2 separate regions of the Gossypium hirsutum genome follow, and region 1 is linked to region 2. The links are chromatin contacts, called in public Hi-C maps. All regions are on one chromosome and are shown on one strand. Each heading gives the region's core, a stretch centred on a gene start, on an enhancer-like site or on the middle of the called end of the contact. The rest is flanking DNA. Distances are from core to core; before and after follow the strand shown. Region 1 holds the start of LOC121207596. Region 2 holds the start of LOC107896388 (protein SHI RELATED SEQUENCE 6).

What was found. Hi-C and Micro-C count contacts between places; a contact is called where the count stands out from the background.
Region 1: a contact with region 2 is called in a Hi-C map of leaf, with 3 times the contacts expected there. The contact joins the promoter of LOC121207596 here to the promoter of LOC107896388 in region 2. A contact is called at or near these places in 3 of 34 Hi-C or Micro-C datasets (all in leaf).

Annotation. Positions count from the first base shown.
Region 1 is chrA10:105,956,803-105,960,783 of Gossypium_hirsutum_v2.1, reverse strand. It overlaps LOC121207596, which reads left to right and starts at 1,390. Exons shown (of 4, transcript XM_041077934.1): 1 at 1,390-1,581; 2 at 1,859-1,970; 3 at 2,170-2,265; 4 at 2,369-2,527. The coding sequence starts at 1,502. The coding sequence ends at 2,425.
Region 2 is chrA10:105,597,548-105,601,043 of Gossypium_hirsutum_v2.1, reverse strand. It overlaps LOC107896388 (protein SHI RELATED SEQUENCE 6), which reads right to left and starts at 2,088. Exons shown (of 3, transcript XM_016821554.2): 1 at 994-2,088; 2 at 303-605. The coding sequence starts at 1,540. The coding sequence ends at 316.

The DNA.
Region 1 (3,981 bases), core at 141-2,640, 360 kb before region 2:
AGTAAGTTAGAGTACAATCTTTCAAATTTTCAAATACAAAATATTGCATTTATTTTTTAGAAATCCTTACATCGAGAAAATAAAGTGTCATATCCAATAAGTTAGGACACAATATCTTGAATTCACAAGAATAAGCTTTTATTTGAAACTTATTTGTTTTGATTTAAGGAAGGGTACTCGATTACTTAGATTCGACGAGGAAAATCGGAACTTAATAAGTTAGGGCACAATTTCCTCAAAGCTCCCAAGTACCGAGTATTGCCTTGTTTAAAATTTCGAATAAAATGTAATGAATAAATGAAATATATTTTTATTAAAAAGGGATAATTCGATAACATAAGGAATAAAACACGTAGTAATAACATTTCATGAATAATCTAAAATAATAAGGAAATGCAAAGGAACAACTTAGAATACATGTAATAGCAGCACATCGTATATTATAAAAATACCACCATTTATAACCAATGGCTAATGAATAAGAAACCAATTTTAAAAGAAATTTCAAATAAATCACACAAATGAAATATGACAAGTTTTAAAATAAAATAAAATATGGGAAAAAGAGAATTTGGAAATATTACTATACAAACTATACGAAAATTTTAAAACATGTAATAGATATAAGAATTTAAAGATAAATAAAAAATAAAAGAAATAATATATTAAATAGTAATGTAGAAATAAATTTTAAAATAAATATTATAAAGTAAATAGTTTAAATGAAAGTTTGAACTGTATCAAAAATTAAAAATTAAAATAGATAATATGTGTAACACGTAAATGAAATTAAAAATAAATAATATGCATAAAAGATTAAAAGTTAATGATATACAAAGTAATATATATACATGAAAAAACTTAATATAAATAATATATATAGTAGTAATAATAATGTAGGAAGGTGTTTCAGATAGACAAGTATGCACATGAAAATAAAATAAATAAATAAAATGTGAAATCAAAATAGTTCCAAAATAATATATTAAAACAACATGTTTATTCTAAAAAAAATAAATAACTAAAACTTAATTGAGAGAAAAACAAAATCCAAGGGATAATTTATGAACAAAACAAATCATTAAAATAGAATTTTGGGCCGAAATCAAATGCGCACAAATGTTCGAGGACTAAAACCGAAAATTCCCCAAATCTCAAAATACTGCGCTAAGGGGAGGGCCAAATTGAAATAGCGTGCAGATTACAGGGACAATTTAAAAGAATTTAAAAAAAAAACATGGCTCGATTGAGCGCTAGCGTGAAAGAGGGAGACTGATTGCGCAAATTACTCATTTAAAGGTAAAATGCGTGTGGGTCCAGTCAAAACGCGTACTGACTCTTACCCCCCTCCCCCAAATGCTGTTTTTGTCTTATTACTCCAAATATTAAAACCTGTTTTAAAATACTTTTTGCTTAAAAACATTTTAACTTTGATTTTAAAAAAAACCTTTAAAGTTTTGAAATCCCCTTACTCTTCTCTCTGCTCTTCGCCGAAAGGCCTATGCCTAGGCCTTCAACCGCCCTAAAAGTCGCCTGCGACCAGCGAAGCAGGGCTCTCAGACAGTGCGAGCACGATGCGCGGTGAGTCCCTCTCCTTCTCTCCTATCCTTTAGTTTGTGTTGTGGATTTGAATGGGAAGGGAAAAAAATGAAAAAAAAAAGAAATAAAATAAAGATGTAGTAAATAATCACCTTTAAAAATATTCTTTGGTTGCTTTCTACTGATTTTTGCTTGAAATTTGTATACAATCTGTAACCGATTTCTCTGGAAAAGATAAAAGTAAAAAAAAAGTCCCTTCAAATGGATTTTCATGAGGCTTTTATAGCCTTTTTACAATTGTTTTTCTACATGTTTGTAGGTACGTGGGCGAGCACGCCTCTGACGTGCCGCGAGTAGTGTGGCCTTGGAGCCCCAAGTGGAGTGGGACGCGGAGGTCGTTGGTGGAGCGGCGGCTGTTGCAAGTATTGGGGGTTAGGGGTTTTTTTGTTGAAGGGTTTAGGTTTAAGTTTTATTTTGGGCTTTAGATTTGGATTAAAATAACTGGGCCTGTAATTTGGACTGTAAAAAAAACCTTTATTTATGTTTTTTGTTTGTGGGTCTTGGGCCCAGGCTAAAATTGGGCCCTACACAAAGAAATTAAACCATGCTCAATCCATTACTTTCTTGCAGGGAAAACTAGTCTTGTTTGTTCACAAATTTGTGAAACTGCACAGGATATACATGAAAAAGTTATGTCAAATGTTGAGGACTTTTTACAAACACATGGTGAGCAATCTAACCTTCAAATCTCTGGGCATTTTCTTGGTGGAAGCATTGTTGGACTTTGGGCTGATAACTAGAATTGTTGGCTGATCATAATATGGTGCAGCTGGTTGTGAATGTTGGACTCGTCATTTCGGCTATGTTGAGGCCGAAAGTTACTTGATCAATTCATGTTGGATGAGATTGGCAATACAGCGGGTTATACAGTAATTTACATATATACTAATTTTTAATGTGGAATGGATTTATCTCTTTATCTTTTTAATTCATTGGATAATATTTTTTAAGTGATGTAAAATAATATTATTTAAATGATCAAATATAATTAAAATGTATTAATTATTGATAATTAAAATATTAAAAAAACTTGAATCATACGTGATGGTTTGATGGTCAAAGATATTCATCATTCCAAGTATAGATTAGATTCAAGTCGTGCTAATTGTGTTTGTTATTCATATCTCAAAGGGATTAAAGTTTGAATAAAAATACCAAAATGTTGAATGTTATATGATTGGAATACTCTCAATTCTGAATAAATTAAATGATAATTAAATTGTATTTTATCATTATTACAAAGTGTAATTTTCAACTTTAACAAAATATTTCATTTAAGGTTTAAGCCCTCAAACTTTTTTAAAAAAATAATTAAATTCTTGTTTTTCTTTTTCACTCAATTGGGTATTTGAACGTTCAAAATACATAAAAAAAGGCCCTCAAACTTTTTTAAATATATATATATATAAGCACTGCTCTTTTTTCTTTTTTGTATTCAATTAGGTACTTGAACTTTTAAAATGTATTAAAAAGGCCCCCAAACTTTTTTAAAAAAGAAAACCAGTTAATCCCTTACTCTTCTTTTTTTGCATTCAATTGAATACTTGAACGACCAAAATATATAAAAAAGGTCATTTAATCTTTAACTTTAAAAGTTGATCGTTAAAGTTAACTACTCTCAATTTTTTTTAATTAAAGCCACCACGTGTCACAACCATTGTGAGACATGTGGCAAAAAAAGATAAAAAATAAAAGTTATAAAAGTTATAAAAGTTATAAAAGTTATTAAATATTAAATAAAATATAAAATTATTTAATTTTTTTAAAAATTAGACTTTTTTATAAAAATCGTAAAATATATAGAAACATAAAAAAATTATAAAATTTTACAAAGTCCTCAGAAAATTAAAAAAATGTAAAGAAATATAAAATTCGTAAAAAAAATTATAAAAATTTTTGTACCAAAAGAAATATTTTATAATTTTTCTATAACTTTTATTAATTTTTATTTTTTATTATTTTTTGCCACATGTCATGCTGTATTGCGACACGTGATGACTTTAACTAAAAAGAAATTGGGGGCCGTTAACTTTAACGGTCAACGTTTAAGTTAATTGTTAAAGTGTAACAATCTGTTTTTCAGTAGTGTTGGAAATAGTGGTGTTGGAAACAGTGGTTTCGAGGCCACCAAACCCGACGAGTAAATTTGTAAATATTATTATTTAATATTTACGAGTCAAATGTGATTTAAAAAAAAGTTTTTGATTTGATAATTTATGTTATATAAGTGATTTATTGAGTTCAAGTGGTTTTAGAATATGAGGTATCGAGACTTTGTTTTTATAAACCGAGCCGTAAATATTTTTATAAATATTTATGAGTTTTATTAAGGTGGTATTAAAGTTTTGTTAAGAAATTTTAACATTTCGATAGTTAATTAAT
Region 2 (3,496 bases), core at 839-3,338:
ATCATGGCAAATACAATCTTTTGCTTTTTTTTACCAAAGATGGATAGTGACATTAGAACAAGAACCACTTCTCGTTCACGAAGCTTCACACCGATGCCGTCTTTGATCTCATAGAAGGCATATGCAAAAGGAGAAAAAAGAAGAAAAGATAAAACTGTAAAATCCTATGATTTATGGGGTATGAAGTAACCTTCACATTGTTAGGCCTATTTGATTCATTTTTTTACTGCAATCAAGCACATAAACTATCACATTTAGAACCTAAATAAACATCATTACATGTTGAGTGCTAAAGATTGTACCTTAAACCGATCCTCAGTCACCGGAGGCTGCAATGGTGTTTGCTGGATCAACAACCGGAGAAGATGAATCTCTATCCCTTCCACTGCTGCTGCTTTCAAAAACGACTTTTGAAATGCAGGGAAACTCGTTTTTCACATCGGCTCCATGGTCATATAGGAACCCCTTGAAAACATGGCCACTTATATTCACAGTAGCTTGGTATGCAATCTCTGATTCACCATCACTAATGGCTGTCACTTGAATACACCTGAAAACCGCCGGTGCTTGAACTCGAACCGGTAAGGATTCTTTAAATCCTGAATCTGGAAATTAACAAAATACCCAGTTTTATACTAACAGAGAACAATTTATATATGGTAAAACAACAGTTCAACAAATTTAGTACATATAAATCATTCAGTCGCATAATATCTCAGCTTAGTTATATATTTAAAGTTGAAAGACTTAGATGAGAATTCAATAACCCAGCAAACTCAATACATTGAAAGCATCCATTGAACACTAAAATTCAATAACTCCTATACATTTCAATCATTCATTAATTAAAAAAAAAAAAGAGAGAGAATCCCAGCATTGTTTTATCCTGAATTCAATGGTTTCTTCGGCATGGATTCAATAAATTTGATACTTAGATGAAGAAAAATGGAAGGAAAGCTATAAAAGAAAGAAGAAGATAAAGAGAAAGCAAACCCTGGTGACAAGTGCCTGCTTCAAAATTCAAGGACTTAGAAGTAGCGTTTGAAGTCAAATTCAAAACCCTTTGTCTTTTACCACCACAAGAAGAGGAGCCGGAAGACCAACCACCATTTCCGCCGCCGTCATCATCCCCGATCACTAAAACCTTCCTGTCTTTTCTCCTAGCAGCAGGCACCCATGTGCTCTTCACGTGAGTAGCACAATCATACCCTCGACTCTTACAACAAGTCCGACACCTACTATATCCACACTCCTTCTTTGCCCTATTCCCACAATCTCTACACACCTTGAAGCAACCACCAGCAGCACCACTTTCATCATCATCTTCTTCTTCAACATTATTCAAGGTTCCATCTTTCTTTTGGAAAACTGGTATTGATTCTTGGGCGGTGCTTCTCTTTGAAGTCCAAAGATTTGTGTCAGTCAAGTTGTAGTTTTGGTTAAAGGGTTGTGGTGGTGGCGGCGGCGGTGGTGGGGCTTGTTGTTGTTGGTTTTCCTGTGGTGGTGGAGCTATAAGGAAGATGTTATGGAGGCCTAACATGTTGGTGGGGTGGTGATCATAGGGTGGTGGTGGCGGTGGGAGAGACCATGTTTTAGTGGTGGCGTAGTTGGTCGGGGTGGCCACAATTGGAAGTTTAGGAGTGGAAATGGTAAAAGTTAAAAAAAGAGAAAGAAAAGGAAAGAGATGCGAAAAGCTGAAGCAGAAGCAAACTGAAAGTAGGTGAAGAAACAGTTAAAGATGTTTTGGGAGAAAGAGGCTTTTTACTGCTAAATAATCAAATCTGACACAATCCATCATTCCTACTTCTACGCCCAATACTTGTCTTATCTAACCCTTCTCTCTTCATTTTCTCGATATTTTCCACTCATTATTATTGAAAAGAAATAGAGAAGACATGAATAATTTCTTATATTTTTACAAGTCACCATAATTTATACAAATAAAAATTTAAAAGAATTTTAAACATCAAGATACAAATTCCAAGTTAAATGGTAATAGTAATTAATTAAAAATAATATTATTTTAGAAACACCCATTAATCAAATTGTATACAAGTAATAATGAATAAAGAGGACTCATTATTTTCTCTTGGTTTGGGCATTGCTTTGAGTGGAAATATTTATGCATAACCACACTTCAATAATCAAATGCCATTAATCTCAACATCATTACATAACCAAATGCCTTTCATTATAACAAATAGTAGATCTCTTTTGTATTATTTAAGGGAAAAAAATGGGAGTAAATTGAGAATTAGGTGAACAAATTGGACATCACTAGGGTTTTGTTAGGTTGATTAGGGAGACCACAAATTTAATATTGGTTATGGTCCAATCTAAAGAATTTTAGCCAAAATTCTACATCCCTATATCTCTTATAGACCCCCTAGGGGTAGGCATATTAGTGGACCAAGTTTCCTTTCTTTTTCTTTGATGGTGACAATATTTTGCTGTTTATTTCATACTCTTTCCTTTCTCAATCAATGGTCCTACTTATTTCTTTTATGTTTCTTTTTTTGTGCTCTTAGGAAAATTATAAATTTTATTTATCTCTTAAATATTAATTTTAAATTCATTGATTATTATACATTTGGAACAATAATTATATAAAAAATGGACTTCCTTTTTCATTTATACATGTTATAGTTTAATTCAACCATGTATGTATCTTATAACCATATAATGTTCAAAATTATCAAGATTTAATTAAATATTTTATTGAATTACCAAAAAAAAATAAAAGTGAATCTTTCATTGTATGATGGATTAAAGTACTTAACACCCAAAATGGAAATTTCTCCTAATTAACTGGTAATATTAGGCGTTATTGTTATTATTATTATTATTATTATTATTATTATTATTATTATTATTATTGGGTGATTTGATAAAAAAATGTTAATTTAAAGACTAAAAAATGTAAAAAAATAAATAGTGGGCTAAAAAGACTTTTTATAAAATTAGAAGGCCAAATAAATCATTATGCCTTTTAAATATAACTATACTAGTTCCGCACTTCGTTATTTGTTTGTATCAAATAATGGAGTAAAAATTTAAGAGTTAAAATATGATTTAAGTCTTATTAAATTTAAAACAATAGAGTTTTGTATCAAATAATGGAGTAAAAATTTAAGAGTTAAAATATGATTTAAGTCTTATTAAATTTAAAACAATAGAGTACATTTGAAATATAGTTTTCTTGTTTCTATTTTCAACTATTTAATTTTTTTACTTTTTTAAAATTTAAAATTCAGATCCAATTGTTACTACTGTTAAATTATTTTATTAAATTTATTAGTGTGACATTTAAAAATTTTAAAAAATATATTTACTTAGTAGTAATCATGTAACAAAAAAGTAACCTTGAAATGTTGAAGTGGATTTTTTTTCTTAAAAATACCATTCAAAAATATTTTTTATTGGATTAGTACTCTTAAGAAAAATTAACATTAGCATTAACATTAGCATTTGGATTGAAAATAGTTAACAATATTAA